2 separate regions of the Mus musculus genome follow, and region 2 is linked to region 1. A link is a contact called in public HiChIP or PLAC-seq data. All regions are on one chromosome and are shown on one strand. The core of a region is the stretch at or near the end of the contact, and the rest is flanking DNA. Distances in the headings are between cores, read along the strand shown.

The links. HiChIP or PLAC-seq counts read pairs in DNA pulled down with a chosen protein or histone mark.
Region 2: an HNF4G HiChIP or PLAC-seq map of pancreatic cancer cells shows a contact between it and region 1. The contact joins the promoter of Lrig2 here to the promoter of Dennd2c in region 1. A contact is called at or near these places in 1 of 484 Hi-C or Micro-C datasets (CD4 T cells), 1 of 115 datasets of contacts at active chromatin or transcription factors (pancreatic cancer cells) and 1 of 9 other capture datasets (adipose tissue).

What each region holds. Positions count from the first base shown.
Region 1 is chr3:103,098,878-103,105,170 of GRCm38.p6, reverse strand. Dennd2c (DENN/MADD domain containing 2C) reads right to left here and starts at 2,512. Exons shown (of 19, transcript NM_001384113.1): 1 at 2,433-2,512. It overlaps Ampd1 (adenosine monophosphate deaminase 1), which reads right to left. Exons shown (of 16, transcript NM_001033303.2): 15 at 6,035-6,145; 16 at 5,451-5,631. The coding sequence ends at 5,473.
Region 2 is chr3:104,508,969-104,515,494 of GRCm38.p6, reverse strand. Lrig2 (leucine-rich repeats and immunoglobulin-like domains 2) reads left to right here and starts at 3,577. Exons shown (of 18, transcript NM_001025067.2): 1 at 3,577-4,039. The coding sequence starts at 3,804.

The DNA of each region.
Region 1 (6,293 bases), core at 1,263-3,762:
GGCCTTGACCTCACAGAGATCCACTTGTCTCTGCCTCCCCCATGTGATGAGAGTAAAGGCATGCACCATTACACTGGGCTAGAGATTTGTTTTTATTTATATGTATGTATATGTGAGCACATGTTACCTGTATGCAGTTGTCCTTGGAAGGCAGAAACGACCGTCAGATCCCATGTAGCTGGAGTTACATGCAGCTGTAAACTACCAGACATGGGTGCTGGGAACTGACGTTCTCTGGAAGAGCAACAAGTGCTCTTAACCACTGGGTCATCTCCAGCCCCACAAATAAAACTCTTAAAGCAGCACCGGATCGGATTATTTACTCGTAGTTTTCCCTCTTGCACTCCACTAAACTCCACTGTGGTACACAATGCTCTACAATCCTTGCCTAGCACATAAGGATCACTACAAATCTTTTACTAGTAATATGATTTCCAGTTGGAGGCAGGGATGTGGTTCACTGATAGCAGTAGTCACAGAACCCTAGTCTCATCCTACAAGGACAGAAAGGAAGGACTAGTGACTTAGCTCAGTGGGTAGGGGTGCTTGCCACTGAGCCCAAGTTCAATCCCCAGCACCATGCAAGAGAAGGAGAAATTAAGTTTTACAAATGGCCCTCTGTCCTCCATACATGCACCTTGGGTGCCCACACATATACACATAATAAATAAATAAATTTATTACATTTATTACTTTGGGGAAGGGGCAATGTGTTGGGACACATTTTGTGGTCAGAGGACAATCTACATAGCTGGCTAAGTCCTTCTACATGGCCTGGGGATTGAACTCAGGTCTTCAGATTTGGCAAGAAGTGCCCTCATTTCCCAAAGCATCTCGCAAGCCCTGTAATATGAGGAATTTTTAACTTTGTTTTGTTTTGCTTTTTTACAGAGTCACACTATCCCAGGCTGGCCTCAAACTCATTACATAGTAAGGAGTGACCTGGAGTTTCTGAGTCCCTTCTTGCACCTCTCTTATGCTGAGTGGGATGGGACCACCACCATACCCAGTTATGAAGTACTGGGATTGAACCCAGGATTCTTTGCACGTTGGTGACAAACATGCCCTAATTTTAAATTTTAAATAAGAAAAGGAAAGAAATTGCCTACTGTTCTCAATCAAAAACACTGATATTTCTGCATCTAAAAAAAGTCAATTGCCACATTTAACAGACTAACAAGAGGCCTTGAGACACAATTACTACAGTTGCTGGTTTCTGTCTTTGAAAATACTCCAGATCACTCTTACGTATCCCTAGTAGAAACCTCATGGTTACAGACTGCTATTCCTTTTTAAATTTCCCATCTCTCCCTAAAATACACACACACACACACACACACACACACACACACACACACACACAAGTAGAGAACACAAATGTCTATAATAAAAACTGTACAAATGCCACAGCCACACATTAACTTTGTTTTAGAGAACTCAGATCTTTTTATAAGCAGCCCCTGAATTTGCAAAATAAAAGTCTTGTTTTGAGGCAGTACTCTCAGCTCACTTTATGAAATACCTTCAGCTAATCTAAGGCAAAGTAACAGATTTTCTGATTGGTACAAGCTTCATGGTAAATGATTGCACTACGGTATACAGATAGCATGCTATTTTAGAAAATGTCATGACTCAGTTAAGAATAGCTCTGCTCTTCAAACAATGGTGATTATGTGGAAATGACGCTTAGATAACTTATTTACATAGTAAACAGAAGTTAGAACTTTCTCTAACAATACAGGCGAATCAGTAGTAGCTTTGGGATAAAGGTTTACCAGGGTGCCTACTGTACTAGGCACTTAGTAGTTTTACAAACTACACATGCTCCGGGGTGCATGTGTGTGTGTATCAAACAACAATGCCTGACATTTGTAGAACACTGTCATTCCTCTCAGAACATGAGAACCCATGAGCGTCCCAGTTTTGCACTCCGGGGACACACACCTCTTAGAGTTAACCCTGACGGAGGTGTGACGGTTTGTTTGCGGCTCTGAGCTCCAGAGCGAAGCCTTTTGACTCACAATCTAATCATCATCTTCTCTCCTGGTTACTCCACAGTCCTACTCCAGTCCCACTGTAGGAATTTTATCTTAAAAAACTACTTGACGACTTCCTCTATCGTGCCTGCCCCGTAGTTCCGAAGCAAAGCGCGCGAACACACGCTTTACCGCTTGTCTGAAGTGCTCCGTCCGGGCACGTCCAAGTTCAAGACCGCCTGATAGGCGCGTTTCCTCGCGGCGGCGAGCGCCTGGGCTCCCCGGCCCTGCACCCCCGACCGCGCCCGCGGCTCGCAGGCTGACACCCGCCTTCCCCTGGCCCGAGGTACCCAGCTCTCGGCTGACCACGAACACACGGGACGCCATGGGGCGACGCCAACAGCTGAGCGGCAGAGGCCCCATGGCCCCACTCCCTCGCTGCATCCCGTCGCCTACCTGCCTGGGCCGCGACGCCGCCTCGCGCAGGGATCCCAGACTCGCGTCGGTGGCCTCTGGGATCCAGCGCCCACATCTTCGTCCCGCCCCCACAGGTTCCGCAGTCCCCGCCCTCCAGGCTAAGACACGCCCTCTTTTGCCTGGGCACGCCCCCGAGCTCACCCAGTAAGGCTCTGTCCTTCCAGGGCTCTCCTCAAGGCTCGGAACCCACGCCAGGCGGTCTCTCCGCCCCCAGCGCTGGGGTACCAGTGTGCGCTGCACCGCGCTGGTTCCACGGTGCAGCCCCTGCCCAGGCCTGGAGCCAAAGCTCTATCTCCGGATCTACGGTCTGTGCGACTACACGAGACAGACCTTTACAGCAAGGCAGAGCCTAGTAGAACCAGAGGAGCCAAACAGCAACTTCTTTAAGAAAACCCCAAAGCAGCTCAGGGAGCAAACATTCATCGGGAATGCCAGCTAGTAAAGAGATGCCAATAACGCACCTGGCCCCGGGTTTGGAATCACAAGCCGGATGCCTTTGGTGCCTAGTCCGGGTGCCGACTGGGTTGCCACACCCACTTGAGACTCACGCTTAAATTCTCCCTACCACACGATCTTGCTCAGGTATGCACATGGCTCTGTGCCTGCTGCAAGAATAGCCCAGTTTCACTCTGCGAGACTGGGATGAGTGGAACCTATTTCCCAGCACGATCTAACTGCCCCACCTCACCGCGCCCCGCCCCACTCCACCCCACCCACTCCATCCGACCTTGTGTCTGGTAACCAAACTTCCCTGGCTTGTTCACACAGAGGTACCAAAATAGAAGACTGCCACAGAGAGGTGTTTAATTACACATCGCGGATGACTGTCACCAGCCAACTCAACCAAGACTTGGAAAAAAAAAAAAAAGTCCCAATCCCTTGTGAAGCTATGAGGTGGGGACATGAGGTGGGGACAGTAAAAGGATTACTTTCTACCTGAGGGAGAAGTATTGACAATTCCTTTAAAATACTCCAGTGAGGAAATAAATGTAAATATGGTTTGGAATACATTGCAAACTCCATTGATCCCTTACCTAATGTGTATGTCTTTAAATGTAGACATGTGTGTTCTTTATTATTTTTCAAACTTCTTATCCTCCTACCCCTGCTTCTGGGGTGCAAGCATAGTCCTGAGCCAACACAAGTGGCATTTAATCTAGTCTGTTTGGAAAGTATCACAGATAGTTGTACAAGGTGAAATTCGGGACTAAAACAGCGTTTTTAAGATTTACATTTTGAAGTTTGCATCCACGAAGATTCTTTAGCAGGATGAAGATTTGAATTCCAAGATGAACGTTAATTAACATGCATGTGTTCTACTGCCCTCTCATGGGTAGGATGGAGCTACACCTAATGGTGAGAGGTGTCCTTTAAGTCTGAAGATAATACATAGTAATTTGTATTATTTTAGTGACTAGGAAGCCAACATGAAATAAAATCAGGTCCTTGATAAATATTCCCCGAAAAGCAATTTGAACTTCAAGAATGGGGAAGAGGAGTCTTACCCCACAGCTAGTATGAGCACGTCCCAAGGGGCACACCTAAGCTCACGGCTACCTGTGCAGAAAGTGAAAACACTCAGGAATTTGCTCGAATTTCATTGTGATAAGTCTTGAGGGATGTGCTCTCCACACATCTCACAACCTCAGGGGTGAAAAACTTGAAAGTAGAATGAAATCTTTCTTATACTTTTGGTGTCCAAAAAAAAAAAAAATCTTTATGTTTAGTCCATAACCCCCTTTTTAATAAACAGTGAATTATCAACCCAACCACTAGATGGCAACACAGTTGTGTGTGAGCAAATATAATCTGGATAGCTGGAGCATCTCCTAACAGGAAGTACTCTCCCTCCCCTCCCCCTCCCCCTCTCCCTCTTTCCTTCTTTCCCCTCTCTCGTCTGTCTTCCTGTCTGTCTGTCTATCTATCTATAGATGGGGCCTCACTATGTAGCTTTGTCTGTCCTGGAACTCACTATGTAAAACAGGCTTATTTAAGCTCAGAGCCTCTGCCTCCAGAGTGTGGGACTGAAGACATGCACCACTGTACCTAGTAGGGATATTTCTAACACGTTTCAGAGGTCTCCTGCTTCAGCAAGCTAAGACTCCCCCACTAGGATAGCTCTTCCCTCAGTACTGCTCACAAGTGCTCATTTTCTTTCTTTATTTCTTTTCTTTTTTTTTTGGGGGGGGGGTGGTCCAACAGGGTTTCTCTGTATAGTCCTGGCTGTCCTGAAACTCACTCTGTAGACCAGGCTGGCCTCGAACTCAGAAATCTGCCTGCCTCTACCTCCCGAGTGCTGAGATTAAAGGCGTGCGCCACTACGCCCGGCTAAGTGCTTATTTTCTAAGCTTTCATATAACTGGTCTGGCCTTACCTAAGAAAGCCATGGTTGACTTATGCTTTGTCAAAAAACTTTTAAATGGTTCCAGGTGCTTTAACTCTCTTCTAGTCTCTGAGTCCCAAAGCCCATCTTCTTAGCATTAAGCCAGTGGCTTATGTCCTTGGCTTCTTCTGATAACTGTCCTGCCTGAAGGTTGTGCAGACTCTGGAGTCACACAAACTTTGTTCCCGCAGCTGCCCTACATGAAGAGTGTCCTGAGGGCATCATCTACCTTACATTGGCTCATTATCCCCAAAATAGAAATTATATCTACTGTACAAAGGTGTGACAGGAACCGAGTAAAAGAGTATCAATGGAAGGCTTAATACAGTACTTGGCTTATTTTAAGAGTAGGGTCTCGGGCCGGAGAGATGGCTCAGAGGTTAAGAGTACTGTGTGCTCTTCCCGGGTACTGAATTCAATTCTCAGCAATGGTGTGAGCCATCACAACCACCTATAATATGATCTGATGCCCTCTTCTGGTGAGCAGGTGTGCATGCAGGTAGAGCACTCATACATAAAATAAGTTTTAAGAAAATAAATAAATAAATAAGAATAGGGCCTCAATAACAAGTAGTATAGGATTCAAATTTTCAATGAAAAACCCACTCGCGGTGTTATTTAGTCTATTTACTTTATTCATTCTGTTGCTTTAAGACCCTCAGCAATTAAATTGAGTTCATAACACCAAGTTTCATAACGATAGGCCATGCGAATCTGAGCGACATTTGTCCTCCGGATGTCATTTCCAACAGGGCCTTCCTCAAGGTAATTGTTGCCCAGAAACTTTGCTTTTTCCTGTAAGACAATGGGAAAAGAGGTCTCTGAGTCTCTTTTTATACCGGGATAGGCAGCGATTGCTCCTCCACCGTAATCTTCATGTTACTCATAAACAAGAGGAGACCAGGGGTCATTTCTGTAGTGCCTCCCTCCATGGGCACATTTCCTGAGAAATCAAAGGTGGAGCCATGGCAGAGAATAGGGCTTGACGGAGGAGCTGTAGGGACTCAAATTAGTTCCTCGAAGGCTTGCGCTACCACTAAGCTGTATTCCCAGCCCAGGACAGTCTTCTAGTCCCTAGCCATAGCAGCTGTATGTGGTCTGTGCAAAAGCTTTCCTGCCTGTTTTCCTCATTAATGATTCAGTGGTTAGATTGTTAGACCCAACTCTCAGAAGGGTAGGGAGCCACGGTCAAGTCTACCTCATGAGAAATCCCACACTGCAGGACACTGTTCCTTGCCACCTCACACATGTCACACGTGCTCAGCTTGAAGACTTGCGCAGCGATGGCGTATTCTTCCATCAGGGGCTCCTGTAGTTATTTACGTAAGGGAGGAAGTGCATTAGTAAAAGAAACAGTACACATCCTACAGAAAGCGGAGAAAGAAGCGCCCTGATTTGACTTTCCATTTCTGCGTGGTGAGGGAGAGCTCAGCAAACCATGCTCAAGCTTCCGTGCG
Region 2 (6,526 bases), core at 2,328-4,827, 1.4 Mb before region 1:
ACAGGGATTATAAGTGTGTATCAACAAGGTCAGGTTTTTTGCTATTTCGTTTTTGTTTTAGCCAGGCTCTCATGTAGCATTGGAGTTCACTCAAACTGGCTATATATTGAAGGTTGGCCTTGAGTTTCTGATATTCCTGCTTCTGTCTCCCAAATGCTGGGATTTTAGGCATGTGCTACTATGCTCACTTGTTTTATTTTTATTTACTTTTTTTTTTTTTTTTAAAACAGGGTCTAATTATGTAGGCCTGGTTGGCCTGGAATTCCATATGAAAATGCCAGAACCTACATGGAGGAAGAAGAGAATCAGTCCCTGTAAGTTGTCCTCTGATTTTCACTCTGTGGCCACTCACAATAAATGTAATAAAAAAACCCAAAAAACAAAAAACAAGGGACTGGAGAGATGGCTCAGCAGTTAAGATCACTGACTGCTCTTCCAGGGGTCCTGAGTTCAATTCCCAGCAACCACTTGGTGGCTCACAACCATCTGTAATGGGATCTGATGCCCTCTTCTGGTGTGTCTGAAGACATTGACCGTGTACTCACAAAAATAAATAAATAAATAAATAAATAAATAAAAAATAAAATAAAATAAAAGAAGAAGAAATCTTAAAAGAAACAAAACAGCTGAACAGGGAAAAGTATATTATGCTTTCAGACTGAAAGACTTATTTCTATAAAGATGTTAAGTTCTGTCGGGATGATTCAGAGGTTTAGTGTAATCCTAAGAAAAACATCAATCACTATGGCACAACAAAGATAGAGTTGGAGTGAAAAATGTAGAAGAACTGGCTAGGCCAGCTATCGAGATATATTTGAAGGCTACTGTAATTTAAAATACAGTACTGCTTCATGGAAAGTTCACCTGGTTTTTGATACATATCAGGTGTTTAATTAGATGCTTGATTTATGACATAGAACTTCAGAGTAGTAATGAAAGGCAGAACCTTCACTGAATGAAGCTCAGCTCTCTGGGTTGTCACATGGAAGAAAAAAAAAGAACTTGAATCCTTTTTCTTTTCTTTCTTTTTACTTTTTTGTGTGTGGGTTTCCAGTCAGGGTTTCTCTGTGCAGCCCTGGCTGTCCTGGAACTCACTCCACAGACCAAGCTGACCTAGAACTCAAGATCAGCTCGCCTCTGCCTCCCTCGTGCTGGGATCAAAGACATGTGATACCTGGATCTTTTCTTAATCATATGCAAAAGTCAATACTCGGCCCAGGGAGATTTTTCATGAGATAAAGGTGCTTGTTGTTCTAAGCTGATGACCTGCGTTCAGTCCCTAGGATCCACAAAAAGATGAAGGGAGAGACTTACTTGACAAGGATGTCTACTCTGACCTCTATGCTAAAATCATGGCATACACACACACCACCAAATATCACACACACACACACACACACACACACACACACACACACACACACACCCCAGTGGTTGGAGGGATGGCTTATTAGTTAAGAGCACTGAGTGCTTTTCCAGAAGATCCAGGTTCAATTCCCAGCACTCAGAGGATATCTTACAACAAATGGCCTGTAATTCTATTCTCACAACCATCTGTAATGGGATCGGATGCCCTCTTCTGGTGTGTCTGAAGACAGCAACAATGTACTCACATACATAAAATAAATAAATAAATACATAAATAAATCTTAAAATAAATTTGCTTGTGACCCAAGCACTCAGGAGGCTGAGACTGAATGCTCTTGAGTTCAAGGCCACCTTGGACTACAGACTGAGACCTCTATGCTGTAAAAATATAATTGGAGTTGGGCTGGGTAGAGAGATGGCTAGGCAGTTAAGAGCACTGGCTGTCCCCCGCAGAAACCCAGGTTTCATCTCTGGCACCTACAGCCTTCTGTGACTCTAGTCTCAGAGGATCCCTTGCCTTCTTCTGGCCTCCTCAGGGACTACATACATGTGGTACACAGATAACTTATGTTAGCAAAACACTCACACACACTGAAAAAAAAAAATCAGGGGCTGGAGAGATGGCTAAGCTCTTGTTCCTCTTCCAGAAAGCCCTTGGAGGCCAGAAGAGGGCGTTAGAATCCTCGAAGCTGGACTTCATGCTGTCCAGTGTGTGTGTGCTGGGAACTGAACCCTGGTCCTCTGCAGGAGCATTGTGTGTTTACTGAACAGCTAAGCCATCTCTGCTGTCCCCGAAGTGTACATTTTTGATGAAGTCCAATATCTCTATCACTTTTCTGGCTTCACATTTTGCTTCAATGGTAATAAATAGTAGTTGCTGTTAGTTTTCATGGTCATGTTTACTGGGAGAAGAAGGGAGAAGAAGCTGAAGGAGACACCTTTCTAAAAGTCCTCTGCAGTAGACAAGCACACGAGGACAGTCAGAAAAGTAATTTTAACCCAAAGGCATGACATGGATGGAAATGGTGTGTGTGTGTGTGTGTGTGTGTGTGTGTGTGTGTGTGTGTGTGTAAGTGCCACAGGGTGCATATGGTGATCAGAGGACAGGGACTTGCAGGAGTCAGTTGTCTCATTCTACCATGTGGGGTCTGCGAATTCAACTTAGGTTGATACACTTGGTGGCAAAGCTATTATTGATGAAGCATCTTACCCACCCTGTTTTTCGTTTCTCCTCTTCTTTCATACAAAGCATACTATGCAGATGAGGCTGAACTGGGACTTGGGTTCTCCTGCCTCAAATTCCCAAGGAGTGCTCAGACTGCAGGCGTGCTGGTCCACACCTGGCTTGCAAAGTCTTTGAAAAGTATAGACACTATATGTCAGTGAACCATTACTGATATTTTCATTTTTACTCATTTTGTAGGTAACACACAGCGGAGAGATCACAAGGTAGCTAGATTCCGCTGTTCCCAGTAAGTCTTTTTACTTCAGGATAATTTCCTTCCAGTCTTCTTAACTTTGTTGATTGCTCAAAAACCTCAAACAGAAACCAGAAAACCCACATCCTCAAACCAACGTTTTATCTATTTGTCCCACTTGTTCTTCTGAAGATGAAACAATATTTTCCCAAATCGAGGAAAGAATTTTCTTTAGAGACAATTATTGAACTCCAGGCTACTGTAGAAGCCGGAGGTGTACTGACTAAATAGCGCCTCTGCCAATGGGAACTTGAAGTCCTTTCACAGTGACAGCGTGCCATGCTCCGGGAGAACCAACTGCCACATTTTTTCAGGGCAGGGAGTTCGGCCGCAGAGGCCGCCCTGGTTGGGCTCCGGAGACTGATGTGGTCGAAGTTAGGTTTAGATCGCGCACTTATTTGCAGCTGCTGCTTGGCATGCAGCCCTTGTGCCATTCCCTTCTGCAGGAGCCTACAGAATAGGTCTTTTTTCACTACTACTGCAGATCAACCGCAGTGAGGATTTGGCGTTTCGGGTTTCGCTTTTTCCATTCTATTTCAAGGCCCTAGTGCGCCCACAAGCGGAGGAATAGCTGCAGAACTGCAGAAGCAGCTCGGAAAAGGAGAAAGGGCCGCTGTAATGCTCGCCTCCTAGGGGGCGGGGCAATCGTAGGCCTCGCCTCTCTCAGAACCCAATTTCCGACGCAACCTCATCCCGGGGCTCCGATTGGCTGGCTGCTGAGCGTGAGTACGTTGCGTCGCGGGGCGGGGCGGACGAGCGGTGTCTGTCAGGGTTTCAGCTCTACGCCCCCGACCGCCGCCCCCTCCCCTGCGGTAGCGTCGTTTCCTCCTCTCGCCCGCTCTGAGAGGGGACAAGTGACAGCCCGGGCTCCGGGTGGCGGTTTAGCCTCCGGGCATCTCTCCTCAGCCGACTCTCTGAGCTAGCTGCTGTTCTCGAGCGGGTCCCGGCCAGGGGAAGATGGCGGCCGCGCCCCGCGGCATCTGGGAGCAGCGGCGCCTGGGCTGTGGGTTGGGACCCCTCGCACGGTTGCTCATCCTTGCGCAGGCGCTGCGGCTGCTGCCCGCTGCCCGAGCCGGCCTGTGCCCGGCGCCCTGCGCCTGCCGTCTTCCTCTGCTGGACTGCAGTCGCAGGAAGCTGCCCGCGCCCAGCTGGAGGGCACTGTCGGGCCCGCTGCCCTCCGACATCTCCAGCCTGTGAGTAGAGGGTCCCAGGGCGCGGTCGCCACCGAGTTCGGAAGGGAGCTGCCTTATTGAGATTGTGAACTTTGAATGTTAGGGTTTCCCGGTACTCGTGGGAAGATAGGGGTTAAGATCTGGGGTCTGTGACGTTCCGGGCTGGAGATGTTTAATGTTGGACTCACGGGTCCTGAGCAGCACAGCTGAGACTCTGGATGGCTGTGGGTCGGGTCCAAGTGCAAAGCCCTCTTTGGGCTGCATCATTTTTTTTTTTTTTTTTTTTTAAAATTCCAGCTTGACTGGTCCTTGGGCACGTGATGCAAACACGATCTCTCCCAAAGATACAGGATCTCTCTTTTGTCCCCAGTTCTCCCATCGGCTCATTGTATGTTTCAGTTTTGATACTTGAGTTCTTGATAGGGTTGAAAACCTCTGCATGCCTAAGGAAGATCATTGCTGATCTCTAATGTTTTGTAAGAGCAGTTATTCTTTAGTAGTCAGTTTAAAGAGGGGAAAGATTTTTTTTCCCCAAATCACGATACTTTGTCTTCACTATGTTCCTTTGAGTTAAAGAACCTTCATTTCAGATCTCTTTGTTTATGTATGAGAATCCAGTGCAGTGATCGAGTGGATTCTCTAGCTCTGACTTTAAATCCTGACAAACTTGTATTAGCTAGTGGCATTTGGAGAGCTCACTGCTCTGAGTCAGTAGGCATTAAATAGAACAGTAGGTATTAAATGCTGCAATTATGAGACTTCTTAGCCACCAACATACAGTTATGTCTCTGCCACTAACTGATCAACGTGCTTATTAATTGACTTCTAGAGTTACCTCTGAAAAAGAGTTATCACTAAAAATAGTTTTGTGATATAATTAAAATACAAAGATTGGTTAGGTTCTTAATGGAAAAAGAATACAGGTAGAACATCTGTATTGCAGAGGTTAAGTATACATTTGCAGAACGTATTTATAGGTTAGCATAGATAGGAAAGAAGCTAATTCCTGTATTCATTGAGAAAATTAGTAACTGCTACAGTTACTATAGAATTGCAATATAGTAATACAGCTCCTGTCATTTTGTGGTGGTTATATCTGAGGCTTATTCTGGTTTGACTCAGACTTTAGTATTATCATTTAGCATAGTCTGAATTAATCCAAGCACAGCATCTTCTTTATACAGTAGGTGCCTTTTTTGAAGAAATTGATGAGACAGCTACCTGATTATGATAGACTGAATCTGACATAGGTTTAAAAACAGTCTGACTTAATGTAACTAATTGAAGTAAACATGGCCTGCTTTTGAAGATCCTTCAGTGAGACTTGCTGAGTGTGTTTGTTTAGTATGCATGAAGTTGGGTTTGAACATTAGTGCTGAAAAAAATAAGAAAAAAATCATTAGCAAGTATATAGTAATGTTACCAAAGATGCTAATTGCCAGAAGATAACTGACATTTGGATTTATTTATTTATTAATTTTATTTATTTATTTATTTTGTTTTTTACCTTTTGTGTTTTGAGAGGGGATACTGCCAGGTAGCTCAGGATAAGCAACTCTCCATCCTCCTGCCTCAGCTTACTGACTGCTGCCCACCATTCCCAGCTTGCATTCAGAAAATTGAAATAAAAATTAAATTGACATTTTTAGTTGAAGTGAAATGCCTTGGAGAATAAATTCCCTTATAGTCGATTATTTTGAATATAGTTTCACTAAAAATACCAAATCACAGGCAGAATGCAGCCATGTTCTTTGTCAGGGTGTCATTCGAATGGGCTCTAGTTTGGTTGCCTATAGAGTCCTTGTTCTCTGAAACTTAATGAGCATAGAGTCTACTGCTTATACTGTTATCAGCATTTTGGCATCAATGTATTGCTCACTAACTTCTTAACATTCTAGGGCTTTTCTAACCCATAACTCAAAATTCTGCTATTTTCCTTTTGCAAACCAGTTCTAAGAGCCACAGAACAGTATGATCAGCATATTGCAACAACAGCCTCACTTCTTAGTGTGGAATTTTTATATTAGTTAGTTACTCTTTTTTTTTTCTTTTGGTTCTTCAAGATAGGGTTTCTCTATATTGTCCTGTCTATCCTGGAACTCACTCTGTAGATCAGACTGGCTTCCAACTCAGAGATCAGCCTTTCTCTGCCTCCTGAGTGCTGGGGTCAAAGGCATGGGCCACCACTGTTCCTTTTCTTGTTGCTGTGACCAATTATCTGACACATATCAACTCAAGGGAGGAGTTTTGGCTTATGCTCTAAGAGATGGAGTCTTATAGAAAAGAAGACTCTGTGGTAGAAGGAGCATGCACTGGCTTGCTCACAGCTAGATGGAAGAGGAAACAATTTTTTTGTTGTTTGAGACAAGGCCTTTCTAAGTAGTCCAGGCTGTCCTTAAGCTTCTACTTTTCCTATTTTTGCCTCCCTATTGCTGGGATCATTCTGTGAACGACACTGGACACTGGTGTGTCTGTAATTTTTGATTTGTGTCATAATGTTGATGCTTA